Linked DNA regions of Mus musculus: region 2 is linked to region 1. A link is a contact called in public Hi-C data. All regions are on one chromosome and are shown on one strand. Each heading gives the region's core, a stretch centred on a gene start, on an enhancer-like site or on the middle of the called end of the contact. The rest is flanking DNA. Distances are from core to core; before and after follow the strand shown.

Region 1 (2,686 bases), core at 93-2,592:
GGCCATTCCCATTTTACAGATGGGGAGACTGAGGCAGTGACAAAGCAAGAGGGTTGTCTGCCCCTGTGCTGAGCTTCAGTCTCCATTTACTTCCCTGGGAATGCTTGCGTGGCATGTAACTTGCAACTGGCACTGGCGTAGCTTTGCCCTTTCTTTTACTGATCTTCTTTAGTATTGGGTGTACAGTGCTTAAATGAGTTGATAGGAGCACTGAACAGTGATAATGGGGTGTGGTAGATACCTAAGTGTTCAATGAATGAATGGGACAGAAATGCCTTTGCTCCCGGTCTCCCTGAGCTGTTGCAGCATGGTTGTGGTTTCCACAACAGTATGTTCAGAGCAGAGCAAGAGGTTTCTGGGTAGTAGTGACAGCTCCCACGGGACTGTGTCCTTTCCCAGAACGATATGTTCTGTTGGCTGGAACAGCCCTTATGGTACCGATGACTACATAGGTACCTATAGATGTATAGGCCTGGTGGAGCCTATCGAGGGGAAGTAGTAAGCATTGTCCTCCACGCGCTGGGCATCTTAAATAGGAGGCACGAGGTGGCAGTGCCCACAGTAGGAGTCTACTAGGCCCCACTGGGATTTCCGCGCAGACCTTGGCTTCTGATGGAGATACTTAAGGAGCCTGTCTCTCATTTCCTTCCTTTCAGTCAGACTCAGGGACTTTGTTAGTCAAGAGTGAGAGATGACGTGTCTCAGGCAGAATGGAGGGTGTCAGGCCTGAGAGGTCCCCTTTTCAGTTATCTGAGGTGGAAAGCAATCTATTTCCTTCTGAATTTTCCACAGCAGCAGGCTCGTTAGGCCCGGGTCTGTCAGAATAGGTTCCTGCTTCATCTATAGAGGTGGTTGATAATGCCCAGTTCGGTCTAGACAGGGTGTGAGACGGGGAGTGGCTTCTCAGATAAGCCATGGAGGGCTGCTCTTGGGTCTTCTGGGTATTAGCGGTTGTTTTTACAATACAACTGTGAAAACAGAGTGATCCCCTTTGCTCCCTCAGCAGAGCCCGCTCCTTGTTCCCTGTCCCCACCCCTCCAGGTCTCAGCCTCCATGGGTGGCTTGAGGATTATGTCCAGATACTTTAAGCCCCTCAAACAAGCATGATCTCTCACCTACAGTTCTCTATTTTAACTTAAGAACAATCTGCCTTTCTTTAATTATTGGGGATGTATATTTACTGTCTATTTAGAGGGAGGTGAGTGAACAGGTGGGACCCGGCAGCACCATGAAACTACCTCAGCAGCCAAGCGGCAACTGTGGCCTGCTGTGCCCTGGCTTCTGAATTCTCACACGAAGCACTTTTACTGCATGCACGGTTGACTCGCTGATCAATGGATCCTGGCAGCTATAAACATTTTATGGCTGTCTGTGACAATATGACTCCTAGGCCCCTAGAGGAGTCTATGCAGACAGGGCCTTAGGAGGAGGAGGAGAAGTTTTGCTCCCGGGGGAGGGGGTGCAGCTCCCAGAGGCCAGATCAAAACCAGGCGAGGGGTTGAGTTACTCACTCAGGGGCTTCCCACTGTCGAAGACAGAAAGGTGTCCGAGGTCCAGCAGTGTTCCCAGGTTGAGAGTGTTTATTTGTTCCCAGTCATTGCAACAATTCTAAGGATGATTTGACTGGCATTCCTTTGGGGACACTGAAGGTTAGTGGCTTGCCTATCTCCTGTTCTCTCTCAGTGCCTGAGAAATTAGCCCTTGAACTCTGGTCAGATGACACATGATACATGAGGCTGATGACCCCCATAGAAAAGCAAGACCCAACTGTGCCTTTATTTTGTTAGAAACCTCGAGTCTTTTCTGACTGACCCCTATGAACGCTTGAGGTGTGTACTCACTTTTACTCTGAGTTGAAAAACAGCAAGGGCTTTGTAATGCCAGGTTTTAGTGTGCAGTCACAACTGGAGGGCAGGGTTGTGAGTGCAGAAGGACAACAGGAAGGAGTGAAAGGTGTGTGCTCACGAGGCACGCCGAGCCTTATGTCATGTGAGCTCGCTGCGTTTTCTCTTGGAAACCACAGAGAGACCTTCGAAAGTTAATCATCGAGCCATGAGGGGGCAGCTGATGTCATGAGTTTCCAGTGGCCAGCATTGCCACAGTCACAGACATCTCTCTGTTTGCCTACCCAAAGGCTTACAACAAAACAACTCACAAGCCATGTGTTCTGAGGGTTTCTCTTTGTTCTATGAAACTCAAGAGTAGAAGTCGTAGAAGGAGAAGCGTCTTGTGCAGTGTTAGGCGTTGTCATTGTGGAGACCGCCAGCCTATAATCATTATGTAACCCAGGCTGGTCCTGATATCATGATCTTCCTGTGTCAGCCTCTCAAGTCCTGGAATTACAGGTGTGAACTACAGAGCCCAGCTTTGTACCTTCTGGATCTTTCTATTCATGTGTTTCTCTCAGATCTGTACTGGGCGAATGGTTTTGTCTGAATAGCGACACAGTGCTATGAACTTGATGAATATGTATGTATGTATGTGTGTGTATATGTATATGTATGTATATACATGTGTGTATATATGTATGTGTGTATGTATATATGTATGTATATGTGTGAATATATATGTGTGTGCATGTGTATATATGTATGTATGTATATGTGTGTGTATATATGTATGTGTATATATGTGTATATGTATGTATGTATATGTGTGTGTATGTATGTTTGTGTATATGTATATA
Region 2 (2,686 bases), core at 79-2,578, 370 kb after region 1:
TCCTCTCCACTCACAGGGAAGGTTTAGTTAGAAACCTGGAACCGAAGAGCTAACCTCTAATCTACACCAAAGAACCCTGCTGCCTGATGCCCAAAACACTATTTACATCCAACCCAGTAAAATTTAGCTACACATTTATATACATGTGATTATATGGTACCACAAACATTATTGAATCTAGACTTAGGGACAGTGGCAGTCTTTTTCTTTCTTTTTTTTTTTTTCCTTTCCTAACACATAGAATGCAAAGATGAAGAAAGACACTGTCCAGAACACTCCCAGGTTAGCACATACACAGGCAGCCTTTGACTTCCAGTTTAGCTCTATGGAGAGAGCTCAGGCTGTTGAGACGTCTGAGGCTGGCATCTGGTATTTTCATCACCTATCCTGAGTCCTTCCTGCGGCACGCCAGCCGGAACTGCTGCCCTGGGTTTCCGTAGTCCTGCCCATACCTCGTGCTCCTCGGATCTTTGGTTCATCCTAATACCAGCTAGGAGATGTTGCTCATTGCCTGCTGTAATCTGAGCTTACTGGGAGCAACTCTCATAGTTAGGTCAACAGGGAAAACAAGAAACTGCCTTTCCTTTCAGACCATGCGTCCCAGGCAGATTCCAGCCCAGAAAGCTTCTAAGTTTGCTGTGTTTTTTGTTTTGTTTTGTTGTTTTGTTTTGTTTTTTTTTGTTTTGTTTTGTTTGAGGTCATGTCAGTCTCTACCCAGAAGGATGTCTCAGTGCAAAAGGCCTCTGGGAGTCACAGCATCCATGACTATCCCAGGGTTGGAAACCTCAAAACATTTCCCCTCAGATTTTATTCAGGGTTATTTGCAACTGCAGAACTCTAGTTAGATTTCAAAGTCAGATCTCTGTCTTGCTCCATTACTCACTCAAGTCAGGTTGCTTTATTTAACCTCTCATCTGGGTCAGAGTATTTATCTATACCATATAGGTTTTACCACGTCCCACCCCATAAGTACCACCCCCCCCCAGACTACAAAATGCCTGCCTGCTTCCTTCCTTCCCTCCTTTTTCCTCCTCCCTCCTCCCTTCTTCCCTTCCAACCTTCCTTCCTTCTCCCTTCTTCCCTTCCTCCCCTCCCCTCCCCTCCCCTCCCCTCCCCTCCCCTCCCCTCCCCTCCCCTCCCCTCCCCTCCCCTCCCCTCTCCTCCATTCCCTTCCTTTTTCTTTGCTTGCTTTGCAAAACTCACAGTCACCTTTGGGAGGAGATTCATAGGAAAAAAAAAAAAGTAAGCAGGCTGTCTGTGATCCTACCAGGCATGGTTAGTTGATCGCTGCACTGTGTCCCTGCACTCTGGCACAGCCTCATGAGGCAGCCTCTGCAATCAATCAGATGAGACTATATAGCGAGAATGATGCGGCAATAACTCAGCCAAAGCTTTTTGTTTATTTCTTTAAGGAGGGGACACATTCCACAAGGCATGTGTGGAGGTCAGAGGAAAGCTTGCAGGAGTCACCTTCTCCCAGCAAGCACCTTTACCTGCCCAGTCATCTCTGGTCCAGAGTTTTTCGATTGTTTAGTTACTAAGTGTATTTTAAAGTAACCCCTCTTCTCAGTTCGGTCTCTGCTTTGGCCAAAGTTTCTCTCTCCTTTTCCCCGTGTATCTGAGGTCAGATAGAGGAACCCATTTCCAAGAATTCAGGAGAAGAAAGGAGAAGGGCCTTGCTCCACTGGGGAGAAAGAACTCCTAAGCACCTCCTGTTGGGGGAAAGCTGTCAATGACTGCCTGCTGCCAGGTGAGCTCTAGTTCAGTTCTGGTGCTGGCTACCCCAAGAGCAGCTGAGATGCAGTCTCGAACGGTCAACCTCCACTCCAGCTCCGAGCATACGGCCCTTTAGACCTTCTCCCCAGCATTTACTATCAAGTCCTACGTAGGGTTGTGGAACTGCAAGTGGGGTCAGCAAACATTTGGATAAATAAAACAAAAGAAATAAGCAAGAAATAAAATTTTAAAAGGTGTCTGTATATGCAACAACCAAAGTCAAATCAAATGGAAATGACTCCAAGGTATTTTGGCAGGGCTCACCTGCGATGAATTCCACAGCTTCACTGCAGCCTTGGTTCTAAACAGGTACCTTATTCATCTCCCACTGTGTGTGCCAGCATACTGTTGGACACCCGTGAACTCTGCCTGGCGTTCATGAGTTCAAGATTATTGTATGTTAAGGATATAGGTGATATGATTGAAGGGGTAATGGGAAAAATATGGGGAGGCATCTTTAATGGGGAAGGATGGAAGAAGACAGTATACCTGCAAAGCAGTGCCTGCACCCAAGGCTCAGGGAACATCATGGAAGAAGGGGCTGAAAGATGGTAAGCACAAGAGAGCCAGGAAGTCTGCTGTCAGATTGTGCCTTCCAGCTATGACAAGGAAGCTACGCTCATGAAATCTCAACAACAAGCCTACTGTAACAGGGCCGGAACAATTCCAGCACCAATTGACATCCCAATGCAGACGGAAGAAATCTTGATGGGTTCCCACCCTCTGATTGGTTATCGAGCCCATTGGTTATCCAAACCCGCTAATTGGTTATATGAGCACTTTGGTTATCTGAGCCCTCTGATTGGTTATCTGAGTCATGCTCAGCCCTAAAAGTATATACATGCAGGCAGCACTGAGCTGACGTGACTCAGTAGATTGCATTTGTATGTTGATTCATTTGTATGTATGT

Evidence for each region. Hi-C and Micro-C count contacts between places; a contact is called where the count stands out from the background.
Region 2: a contact with region 1 is called in a Hi-C map of nephron progenitors, with 3 times the contacts expected there. The contact joins two enhancer-like sites. A contact is called at or near these places in 1 of 15 datasets of contacts at CTCF or cohesin (the NIH/3T3 cell line), 29 of 484 Hi-C or Micro-C datasets (cerebral cortex, differentiating embryonic stem cells, embryonic limb bud and 8 more), 2 of 115 datasets of contacts at active chromatin or transcription factors (embryonic stem cells and pancreatic cancer cells) and 2 of 9 other capture datasets (embryonic tail and embryonic trunk).

What each region holds. Positions count from the first base shown.
Region 1 is chr13:59,891,164-59,893,849 of GRCm38.p6, forward strand. No RefSeq gene overlaps it. Among named protein-coding and RNA genes, the nearest start is that of Gm19866, 23 kb to the right of the region's middle. Within about 2 kb of position 1,343, at least 28 of the 459 cell types and tissues checked have an H3K27ac peak or open chromatin away from gene starts, as enhancers often do. A contact at or near this core is called in nephron progenitors, where this site is marked.
Region 2 is chr13:60,256,758-60,259,443 of GRCm38.p6, forward strand. No RefSeq gene overlaps it. Among named protein-coding and RNA genes, the nearest start is that of Gm5084, 53 kb to the left of the region's middle. Within about 2 kb of position 1,329, at least 22 of the 459 cell types and tissues checked have an H3K27ac peak or open chromatin away from gene starts, as enhancers often do. A contact at or near this core is called in nephron progenitors, where this site is marked.